2 separate regions of the Canis lupus genome follow, and region 2 is linked to region 1. The links are chromatin contacts, called in public Hi-C maps. All regions are on one chromosome and are shown on one strand. The core of a region is the stretch at or near the end of the contact, and the rest is flanking DNA. Distances in the headings are between cores, read along the strand shown. Region 1 overlaps SYNE3 (nesprin-3). Region 2 holds the start of GLRX5 (glutaredoxin-related protein 5, mitochondrial).

The links. A called contact is a pair of places that touch in the nucleus more often than the background predicts.
Region 2: a contact with region 1 is called in a Hi-C map of liver, with 3 times the contacts expected there. The contact joins the promoter of GLRX5 here to the enhancer-like site in region 1. A contact is called at or near these places in 4 of 9 Hi-C or Micro-C datasets (blood and liver).

Annotation. Positions count from the first base shown.
Region 1 is chr8:64,653,652-64,659,576 of UU_Cfam_GSD_1.0, reverse strand. SYNE3 (nesprin-3) reads left to right here. Exons shown (of 18, transcript XM_038545651.1): 2 at 176-333. The coding sequence starts at 190. Among named protein-coding and RNA genes, the nearest start is that of SYNE3, 38 kb to the left of the region's middle. Within about 2 kb of position 3,671, at least 1 of the 20 cell types and tissues checked has an H3K27ac peak or open chromatin away from gene starts, as enhancers often do. A contact at or near this core is called in liver, where this site is marked.
Region 2 is chr8:64,707,873-64,713,797 of UU_Cfam_GSD_1.0, reverse strand. It overlaps GLRX5 (glutaredoxin-related protein 5, mitochondrial), which reads right to left and starts at 2,586. Exons shown (of 2, transcript XM_038545655.1): 1 at 2,228-2,586. The coding sequence starts at 2,522. It also overlaps LOC119873129.

The DNA of each region.
Region 1 (5,925 bases), core at 2,422-4,921:
CCCTGCTTGGCCACAGCAGAGGCCTGCTTTCCTCCCTGGTCCTTTGGCCTTTTGACACACACAATTGCCGCCGTGCATCCTCCCCAGCTGTGCAGCTGTCCCCAGCATCAGTCCCCCAGCCCCGCTGCCTTACCCCTGCCCCGGCCGGCCTGATCTCATGTGGTCTTGTCTTTAGCCCCTGCAGGTGCCATGACTCAGCTGGCCCAGGAGAGCTTCGACAGGAGCGTGGAGGACGCCTGGGAGTGGATGAGGGCCGTGCAGGATCGGCTGCAGGTCAACGACAACACCCAGGGGCCCCGGGCGGCCCTGGAGGCCAGGCTGCGGGAGACCGAGGTAGGCAGAGGCCGTGGCCTCCGTAGCCCCATGGCCTTGGCCACGTCCCTCCCTCTCGGGCCCCACCTTCCTGGACTGTTAAATGGCAGGGTGGACTTGACTCTTGCAAACTTTGATGTGTTTGAATCATCCGGGGATTTGGGTTTGAGGACGGGTTCTGATGCAGAAGGTCACAGTGGATGCCACCCACGGCATTGCTAACCTGCTCCGGGTGAGGTGTCACTATTGGTCCTGGGACCGCACGCTGCCAGGTGCCCTCTGGTTTTCCTGTCCTGGCAGAGGCACCGTGCGGCCAGGTGGGCCCCCAGCCAGCCCAGGTGGGCCAGGCCTGGTGCCCTGCAGCTCCCCTGCTACCCTGGGCCTTAGGTCCCTGCCAGGTCTCGGTGGGCCCAGATCAGGCCTTCAGGAAGGTGCGGAAGGAGCTCTATCCAGTTGGAAGTGACCCCCCAGCTTCCCCAAGCAGGGCTCAGAGCCTGTGGGTCTACACCTGTCGGAAGTGCTGGTGCCCAGTGCCTGGCCTGGCATTATGGTGCCCCCATCCAACGGCATCTGCTTCAGGCTTGGGGCCAAGGGGAAGAATGAATGAATGAATGAATGAATCAGAGACCTAGGTCATAGTGTCCATGCCGATGCTAAAGTGCTCTGTGGCCTTTGGCAAGTCCCCGTCCCTCTCTGGGCCTCACTTTCCGATCTATAAGCAAAGCCATGACGTAGGCGTCTCTTGGGTCACATCCACTGGGCTATTGCACAATTCTAACTTGTCACATCACCATGGTCACTTTTGAGGGGGGCTAACCTTTTCCTACACAAACTGGTCTCCTGACCAGGCTAGAAATGGGGCTGACCCCACACTGTGTGCTTTCTTTCTTTTGTGCCTCTTACAGAAAATATCTAGTGCTCTTTTTAAGAAATGGACAGTCAAAATTAAGACATTTATATCACGTTGCTAGGGCTCATCATTTGAGGTTCAACACAGCATCGTGAAGGAGGAGCCATTGTCCGTGTTTTCCCATATGGGGAAAATGGGTCTCAGGTCATGTGACTTGTCGAAGGTGGAAAGGTCTCTGGATGGGATATTCCATCCTGGAATTTGAATCTTCTGAGTCCTTGTCAGATGAGCTTTCTGCTTCCCTGCAGTGTCATGTGCTTCTCAGATGATCAGAGACGGGGTATTCACAATAAAACCATGCCTGGCAGGGCAGAGAGCAGGGCATTCTAGTTTCTTGGGTGTTCTGTTTGATAGAACAGCTCACTGGACTTGAGAGAGGACAGACTTTGGAGTCTGGACATCTTGGGTTCAACTCCCAGCTCTGCTTCTTGCTGGCCTCATTTTGCTTCCTTTCTAGAAAGGGGTAGGGCTAAGGATCTCAGAATGGTGCTTCTCATGCCTTCACTGGCCTGGCTCTGGTGGACCAGAGACCTGTCACTTTGAGTCACATTTTTTCACTAGCTTCCCCTGTGTCAGGTGTCAAACTGTGGCCGTGGGACCACCGGGTGATGGATTCATCCCTGGTCCCTGCCCTCAGGTTGCTCCCGACGCAGCCCCTTGCCACACACCTTAATTAAATACAGCCCTGCTCTTCCTGCGAGGTAGGCGTGGAGGGGCCTGCCTCTCTCCATGGCTTACGTTGCCTGCCTCCTGGTGTAGCGCCATCTGAGCCCTCGCCATCCTGGGCCACGTGTCCTTCTATGACAACCAAGACCAGGTGCTTGATGGGCCTGGTAAACGCCCCCCCCCCCCCCCGCCTCCACCAAGTGACCATCATGGCAGAAAGATGGGAACACTTTTACGTCATGGTCATAGGCTTCCCAGTTGGACAGTGAAGTGAGCAGAGAACCCAGGGCTCTTGAAAAGCCCCAGTGAGGTCACGTCCTCCAGCCTGGGTGATCAAGGGAGGCCTCTGGGGACAAGTGACTTTGCTATTGAAGCTCATAGAGGAGGTAATCAGCTTGGGGGATGCAGGGGTGAGGGGGGTGAGGAGGGAGCTCCAGGCAGGGACAATAGTGTAGGAAAGGCCCAGAGGTGGGCACAGTCTGTAGCACATGCTCAGAACCTCAACAAGGCTATAGGGGAGCACCAGCCATCAGGCGGAAGCAGGGGACAGGGCCAGAGGGGTGGTCAGGGCTCAGAGGGTGACAGCTTGGAACAGCGAGCCCGGGCGCTTGGACGTCTCTTCTGCAACAGGGGGATGGTGGATTGGAAACTTGGATGGTCAGGGATTGAAGGGACGGGCGAGCCTGGAGTGGGGAGAGGAGTTGGCAACCCAAAGCCCCTTCCCTCGTCAGACTTGGCCTTTGTCACCATCAGCACTGTTATTGTCACCAGCAGGCATTTATCAAATAATGAGTCCTCCCGGATCACTGGGAGCGGGGACCTGACACTCATTCAACACCTGCTCTGTGCTTGGGGCTGCGCTAATCGCTTTCCTGTTTAATTTTACGAAAGCCTGGTGAATGTGGTTTTATTGTCCCTAATTTTCAATAATAAAATGCGGTTCTGAGACACAGCGATGAGCCAAAACTCAAGAAATTGATCTTGGGGGCACTTGAATGGCTCAGTGATGGAGCATCTGCCTTTGGCTCAGGGCGTGATCCCCGGGTCCTGGGATCGAGTCCCACATCGGGCTCCCCTCTGCCCGTGTCTCTGCCTCTCTCTCTGGGTCTCTCGTGAATAAATATATAAAAATCTTAAAAAAAAAGAAAGGAAAAGAAATTGATCTTGTCAGGGCCTGAACCCAGGGCTGAGTCTGGAGCGTCACTGGCCATCCCTGTGTGGGCACCTGGAGCAGGGAGGCAGGTGAGGGGCGCCTTACTCAGGGGCTCACCGCATAGAAGGGGACAGGTATGCACATAATCCACGCCACACGAGGGTCCCATGATGTCATTGATGTTATTCCCCTCCTCTAAAGCCTTCCATGGCTCCCCATTGCCCACCAAGGAGAAAAACCAAACTCCACCTGGCATCAGAGTCTCCCACTGTCTACACGACTCTGCTGGCCTCGGCTTCTCCAGCCATCCCGCCTGCCGAGGGCACATCCTCTCCTGTTAGCAGAGAGCCTCGAGGTCCTCTCAGCAAGCCTCTGGCCTGTGCCGTTGCCTCTACTTGGAATGCCCGTTCGCGTGGGTGTGGCCGTGCTTGTGAAATGAAGCGCTCCTAGCCCCAGCCCCATCTCCTGATGTCTGTCCTGGAACACCGCAGCCCTGCGCGAGTACTTGGTGTCTCGGGAACTAATCCCTTTGGGCCTCACACTCTTACCCTGGCAGCTCATTGCCCTGGGTGTGGGTCAGGCATAAGCCAAGGCGAGGGTGGTCCTTAGGACTTGGAACCTAGGCGGAGGGGTCACATCTTGGGTGCTCCCACGCAGGCTCTCCCACGGGGCTCAGGCGTGCTGTTTTCTGGGCTTTGACATGTCAAAACCAATTTCGCAATAAGAAAGAAAACATTTGGGCAGCCCGGGTGGCTCAGTGGTTTAGCGCCACCTTCAGCCCAGGGCCTGATCCTGGGGACCCGGGATTGAGTCCCGCATCGGGCTCCCTGCAGGGAGCCTGCTTCTCCCTCTGCCTGTGTCTCTGCCTCTCTCTGTGTCTCTCATGAATAAATAAATTTAAAAATCTTTAAAAAAAGAAAAAAAAAAAACATTTCGCTCAGGCCCTCTGGTGAAGGGAGCAACTGGTGACTTTCCTACCTCCCCAGTCCATGGGACCTCTCTCTGGGGCCTGGTGGGGGGCACCCCAGCGGCTCAGTGATGTGCACTCCTGGTAATTGTCTGCCTCAGTGCCAGGATGTGAGTTCCAATCCAGCTCTGATGCCTCATAGCCACGGGGCCAGGAGCACATCCCATGCCGTCCTGCCCTCCCTGCCTTCTGCACGAGGAGTGTTGGCAGCTCTAGGACCCTCATGGTGGTGGAAGCCTTCTGCAAAGGGAGACTGGAGAGAGTGTTGCTCCTGGGAAATAGGACTGGCCAGCTGGGGTTCGAATCCCCACTGTGGCCGTGGCACCTCGGGAGCCTCAGCTTGTTGGGGTGGAGGTGGGGGTGCTGGTTGTCACCTTGCAGGAGGGAGGGACCCTGGAGGCGAATGACTTACTGGTGCCTTTGGCAAAGTGCAGGCACCCTGGCAGAGCCAGCCCCATGGGTGAGGTGGTTTCGATGCCAGGATCACATGTGTGCCGACCCTCCCTGCCCATGCCCAGCCTCCAGGAGCTGGTCCCCCGAGTCCCAGCGTCCTGTCTCTCTGCCCACTGGTTCCCAGCCTCCGTGGCCCTGCACTCGGGGCCTAGCCTCAGCCGGGCTGCTTCCTAGCTGCCTTCCAGGCTCCTGTGTGGTCCGATACAGGCTGCATTTCCCAGAACTTGGCTTCCAGATGTTGGACACACTGTGCCTGAACACATCGTGGTTCTCTGCCTCTGCTCAAGCCCCCATCACAGATGCTTGCGTGTCACTAAGACTCGGTGCCAATGCCACCTATGCACGGAGCCTCCTTGGGTTTCCCCACATCCCTCATTGGAGCTCCGATCATTATTTTGTGGTATCTGTGGCTCATTGACAGTCATCTGTGCTCTCAGCCACAGCCTGCAAGCATCAGGCCTTATTTGTTCATCTGGGACCCCAGTGCCCAACACAGTACCCAGCAGAGTATGGAGAATAGTACCCAGTATAGCACCTAGCGCCGTGCCCAGCACAGTTCTTAACTTGATACCCCATGTAGTACAAAGCATAGGACCCAGCACAGCGCTCAACTCAATGCCAAGCGTAGTACTCAACACAGTGCCCAGCACATGCCCAGCATAATATCCAGCACAGTACCCAACTCAGTATCCAGCACAGTACTGCACATAGTGCCCCGCATAGTACTCAGTATAGTACTGAGCATAGTACCCAGCACAGCGCCTGCCTGGTCTTGGCTGCATTGAGGACAAGCCCTGACTAACCTCGTTCCTCCAGCTTTCCTTATCTATTTGTTCTTCTCTCCTCTGAGGCCTTCTCTCCTCCAACCCCCACCAGTCTGGTCCTCACTGCTCCTTCCAATCAGGGTCATTCTGTGGCTGCAGTTCAAGTACCCCTTCCCAGCGGGCCAGTCCCTCCTGCCACACACTCCTGGATCTTGCTGCTAATCAGCTAGAAAAGAGCCTCCCACCAACCGAAGAGCATGATCACAACCGTAGTGAAGAAAGGCAGAATCTGCTTCTTAGAAGCTTAGGCCCGGCCTCTGGCCTCCTGGTCCCGGGCCCACAGCAAATATCCCGTTGGTTGATGTTTCAGCTTGCGGGCAGATGTGTCAGCTTCGGGCCAGATGGGGCTTGGTGTTCCGCCTGCTTTGGGCCTGGCCGGCTCTTCTCTCTTGGGCAGGGAAGCCGCAGAGCACTCCCTGCCAAGGGCAGGGGACCTTGGGGTCCAGCCTACGCCCCTCTGAGCAGGGAGTCAGAAACGCAAAGGGCCAGAGGCCTAGGGGAGGTCACACAGGATGTGGGAAAGGGGGGCTCTTGTCCTCATGGGGACTTTCCAGGCCCCGCTGGCTCTGTCTCTGGGGCTGACGGAGAGACAGAACTTAGCTTCTTCCCCCACGGCTGTTGGCTCCCTGGTTTATGGAGC
Region 2 (5,925 bases), core at 1,337-3,836, 55 kb before region 1:
CAAGAAATTTAAGAGCTAAACTCCTACTGCAGTTGTTTGAACACCTGAACGTGAGGCTGTAAGGCAGATGCATGAAATATAAGACAGGAACCTAAGTGCTATGCGTAAATCTTCTTATTTCTGCTCCGACTTTATCCTTATATTCCAGTATACCTCATCTCCAGTTATATTAAGTGGGGGAACATGGGACACCTGGGTGGCTTAGTCAGTTGAGCGTCCAACTCTTGATTTCGGCTCAGGTCACAATCTCAGGGTCACGGGACAGAGCCCTGTGTGGGGCTTCCCAATCAGCAGGGAGTCTGCTTGAGATTCTCTCTCCCTCTCCCTCTGCACCCTCTCCTGTGTGCGTGCTGCCCCGCGCTCTCTCTAAAATAAATAAATGGTTAAAAAGAAAAAAGATTGGTGTTGTGAGTTGAGCTGTGTCCCCCCAAAAGATATGTTCAAGTCCTAATTTCTCTCCCTCCACTCCTCCCCCTTGTGCTCACACTCTCTAAAATAAATAAATACTAAAAAAATAAAATAAAAATAAGCAGAACAGAAACCACAAACCAAAGATCCCCAAAACCGTGCACTAAGCAAGCTATCAATGACACGACTTGTTTATTAACAGCCATACTAGCCATTTGCAGGGAACCTGTCGCGAGGACCCGGTTGAAAGAGTGCAGAGTAGCTTCTCCTATCTTATCTCTGAAGCAGAGCAGCCACTGCTGGGCGAAGGCTGCAGCACCCTCCTTAAAAAACACCCCAGGGCCTAGCAAAGGGTGGTGTTCTAGCAGGAAAACAAGGATCCGGAGCCTAATACAGGGCAGTTATCACACAGAGCTGGTAATGTTAATCTGCCTTCACTCCTCCTAGTTTCCACCCACGAAAACCAAGACTTTCCCAAGGATTAATCTGGGAGAAAAAAAAAAAAAAAATACTCTGAAGACCTTAAAGTCCAAATGATAAAACAACTACCATTCTGTGTGCCAGATAAAATGGTGGGCACTTTCTAAAATGTTCTACTCTCTCTTTTTTACCTCCTAAAGTCGTTGTCAAGTTTGGTTTCGGTATCTTCCTATCGCCAAGAGGGGAAAATGCAATCGTGCGACTTAGGGTTGCACAGCTGACTGACTGCAGTGGGATTCCAGCTCAAAGCCTTTCCACCACATCAGCCTGTCCCATCAAGGAGGAAGGACCTTGGTCAATCATTTCAACTTCGGAATAGCGGTCCTAAGTACATAATAACGAAATGCAGAACTCTATTGTAGGATAATAGCAGGGAACCTGGTGCCTTAAAAATTGTTTTTAGAACACTGTAACTAAAGAATAGCAGCAGGCTCAGGGAGATGCCAGGCCTCTGTCCCTGGAGGTTTCTAACTGGCATGCAGGATACTAAGCCACCCTCCAGGAGGTGCAGGCACAGCCGCCTCATTTCTCCACCAGCTCTGATCAAGGACTCTAGCCAACCAAGGGGCAGATCCACCGACTCCTCTGCCCTCTTTTTCTCCTCCCCCACTGGGATAAAGAGCAGAATGCACGTAGGGTTCCTGGCATGCTGCTCAGCAGCAGAAGAGGTACTCATTATCTGTCAGGGCCTCCCCTCCTTCCCCTGAGCCAGCGAAAAGCCGTGAGACCTGCTGCATCTGCTCCCACACCCTGTCTGGCTCTTCATGCCTCCAGCTCCAAGCCTGAGTTAGCTGGGACCTAGGGGTCGTTTCCCCATGCTGCTGCTCCCCACGAGCCTCTCCCAACCCTAACCCCCCCAAAACCCCGCCCTGCCTGCAAAATTTAAAACACCAGAGCTCCTGCCTCTGTCTCCCACAGCAAGCGATCGCAACTAAGACCAGCCCCAGAGCTGGGTCCACCCCCTCCTTGCAGCAACAACCCCAAGCCTCAGGCACCAGGTGAGTCAGTGACCCCGCAGGCCTAGGGCAAGAGCGACTCCGGCCTTCCCTCGCTACCACCGACAGCACCAGCCCGGTATCCACGAGGCCGGCCAGCATCCTCAGCGCGTCCCCCAAGGCGGCCTGGACCTCCTGGTGGCTGTGCCCCCCCCCCCCCCCGCGGGGCACACTCTCCCCGGACCGGGCCTGGGCGGTCTCAGCCATCTCTCGGTGCAGCCTGGGGGCCGGTGAAGCGCTGGGGCCTCCGAACGCCCAGGCCGGCAGGTGTGCGGGGTGGGCCGTGCCCCCGCCCGACCCCGACCCCGACCCCGCGCCGCGCCGCGCCCCCGGCGGGCCCTGACCTTGCCGGAGCTGGGGGTCGTCCAGCACGTTGTAGGCCGCGTAGTCGCGGACGCCGTGCAGCCGCAGGATCTGCACCACGGCGTTGCTGAAGCCGCACTGGGGCTGCTCCGGGGTCCCCTTGAGGAAGACCACCACCTTGTCCTTCTTCACCAGCGTGTCCAGCTGCGCCGCCGAGCGGCCCCCGCCGTCGCCGCCCGAGCCCGCCGCCCGCACGCCCGGGGCCCGCAGGCCGCCGCCCGCGCCGCGCCCCCAGCGGAGCAGCGCCGCCGCCGCCCGGCTCAGGGACCCGCTCATCGCCGCCGCGCTCCGCCGCCGAGACCTCGGCTCGCCCCCGCGCACCCCGGGGAGCCTTCCCGGGGCCCGCCCCCCGGAGCACCCCATTGGGCCGCCTCCGAGCTCCTCCCCGTGATTGGACAACGCTAGCCCGCACTTCCTGGAGCCCACCAATCAGGCGGCTCATCCGGCCTCCCGACAAGCTTGGGGGCGGCCCTTCAACCCGAGCCGCATCCTGCGGCCGCACTATTGGCCGCCGGCCATCGCGTTGTCAGCTGATTGGACACAGCGGGTGTCCGTCAGGGTCACGCCGGGCACGCAGAGGCGGAACGCGACGGAAGGCGACTTCCCTCCGGGGCGCGGACGGGCCTGCCGGGAGACTCCGGGGTGGCTGCCTGTCTCCCGAGGCCGGACGGGCTCCGAGGGTCGCCGGGAAGGAGGCACCTCCAGGCGAAGGTTCCGGTTCCGGTTCCGGTTCCGTTGCCGTGGCAACGCGGTAAGCGGGCGCGCGGTCCCGCCTCCGGAGGGGTGGGGGCGGGGCGGCCCTCCGCAGCCTCGGCCTGCGACCCGGGTGGCCCCGCGGGGCCTGGAGCGGGGCTCGGGATGCGGGTCGCGGCGGGTCGCGGGAGGCGGGCGGCGCACGGTCTGCAGTCCTGGCGCGGCGCTGGGTGGCTGGTACCCGGGGGCACACCAGACTCGCAGAAAGAGCATCCTCCGGAGGAAGCTGAGGCATGGCCGCCCCAAGGCCAGCGGCTCTATGTGCAATGTTCCTCCGATAGCTACCGGGTGCTGTTGCCACGGTGATGATGACTGTGCGCAGTGTCGTTATCTATCGACCAACAGTAAGAGAAGCTCTGCAGGCAAGATATTGTTCAACAGACGGAGCGCTTTCTGTTGGACACTAAGCACTGCTACAAGTTCGTTTTACAAAGTGTGTGTGTGTGGGGGGGGGCACCCGGGTGGCTCAGCGGCTGAGCATCTGCCTCGGGCCCAGGGCGTGACCCCGGGGTCCTGGGATCGAGTCCTGCGTCGGCCTCCCTTGCAGGGAGCCTGCTTCTTGCTCCCTCTCCCTCTCCCTCTCTCTCTCTCTCTCTGTGTGTGTGTGTCTTATCGTGAATAATTAAAATCTTTAGGGATTTTGAAGAGTGTCTTAAAAATTGTGGCTGCAGGTGACCTGCTTCTGTTTTTGGAGCTTCTCCGGCTTAAAATCAGAAAAGCGGCCCCCCCGGGGGTTCTGTTAGCAAGTCACCGTTCAGCACAAGACTCCAACCTTAGTAAATTGAGAATAAACTCAAGACTCGGAAGTGCTCCTCGGCGACACATGTATTGTGTCCTCTCCTGTATAATACATTTCTTGTATCTCTCTTGTATCATAGCATCCTGTTGATGCTGTGGTTGTGGGATGGTTTTCTGATGGAGGACCCTATATTGATCGGCTTCTTTTTTTTTTTTTAAGATTTTTTTTTTTTTAATTCATTCATGATAGAGAGAGAGAGAGAGAGGCAGAGACACAGGTAGAGGGAGAAGCAGGCTCCGTGCGGGGAGCCCAACACAGGACTCGATCCCAGGTCTCCAGGATCGCACCCCGGACCAAAGGGTCCAAACCGCTGAGCCACCCAGGGATTCCCCATTGATCGGCTTCTTAAAGAATCTTTTTTTTTCTCCCTCCCTCCCTCACCCCCTGCCCCACCAGATTCATGGATTCAAGGTAAATCCGAGCAACACGCACCGTGAGCACAAATACTATAGGAAATGGGGGTGCTGAAGTCCAGGCGTTGTTGCAGAAGAGCAGCATCTGGTGTACTTACCGTAGAGAATATATGATTTCCCAAACCGCCCAACTTTTCCTCGGTAAGTTTGGGTTTGCTTGTTTGTTTGCTTTTAATAAATGCTGATAATTTGTTCCTGAAAAATCTAAAACTGTTCATTGCCTCCTCTAAACTCCTCTGTTTTTGTGTTCACTGGGATGGAGAGACGAGCTTGCAAGACTTCGATTCCGAAGAGGCGGAGACGTGTGACAGTGAGTAACCGTGGCTTGGAAGCAGAGTCGCCTTTCTTGGTTGTCAGACATTTTATTAAACTGAGAACAGAGCTGTGGTTAACGATTACGAGTAACCCTGACCAGAGAGAATACAGAGCCTGTTTTTTCGAACTCTACAGTAAGTAGAGTTGCTGCACGCAGTAGAGTGTAAGAACATAGATGACACCTCAGGATATGGGAAAGCACGTTGCTGTTCTTTCAGGATGCGCAGTGGGGCGGCTTTGATAGCATGATCAAGGGCAGGAAGACAAATCAGGTAGCTAGCCCAAGGAAATTGAAACAGTGGGTCTCAATTTTAAGTTTTTAGTAAAGTAACCAAAAATATAAAACATTGCATATGTGGGGGATGTCTGGGGACTCCGTGGTTGAGCATCTGCCTTCGGCTCAGGGCATGATCCCAGGGTTCTGGGATCGAGTCCCACATCAGGGTTCGCTGCATGGATCCTGCTTCTCCCTCTGCCTCTGTCTCTGCCTCTCTCTGTGTGTCTCTCATGAATAAAGAAAATCTTTAAAAAAGAAATATTACGTATGTGAAATATAGTCCTTTCTGTCTTTGGCTTAAAACCTCTCTTGGAGTATTGGCACCAAACATCACTGGTTTAGAGCATGTGGGTGGCTCAGTCCATTGAGTGTCTCTTGATTTCTGCTCAGGTCATGATCTCAGGGTCATGAGACTGAGCCCCGAGTTGGGCTCCACTTGGAGTCGGCCTGAGATTCCCTCTCTCCTCCTCTATCTGCCCGTCCCCCTGATCATGGCACACTCTAAATAAAGAAGTGAAAACATTGGTATTCAAAATATTTCTTCCAAAGCATCAAACTCTTATGTATGATTCGGCATTTTAGTTTTGAGGTTTCTCTTTAGAAATTCTACAGTGACTGAATCACTATGTTGTACACTTGAAACATCTGACACTACATGTTAAGTATACCGGAATTAAAAGAAAAAATTCTATAATGAAGGCATGACAAAAATATACTTCTTAAGTAACAGTTGTCAGAAATCCGCACTTAGACTCCAATGCACTTGGTTGTTTTGAACACATAAGTCAGGAACCTTTATCAGTTTATGATCTCTCTCATGTAGACATGAGTGAGAGGTGGGGGTGGGAAGTACACAGAAACTTCTTTGAATCCTGGGATTTGGGTCACAAAGTGTAATTAGACCGCAAACCAAATCATCACGCCGTGTGTACACATGCTGACTCAAGCATCCTAAAAATGTTTTCTCCCTGTGCTTATTTATAGATAAGGTTTTACTATATTTGGCAGAATTTCTCCTTTCTGCCCACCCCTCTAACAGCAAGTTCACCATTGAACCTATGGTTAAAAACCTTACAAATCTGAGCTACTTTCTTTATATCAGCCCTCAATGAAGAGTCAGGA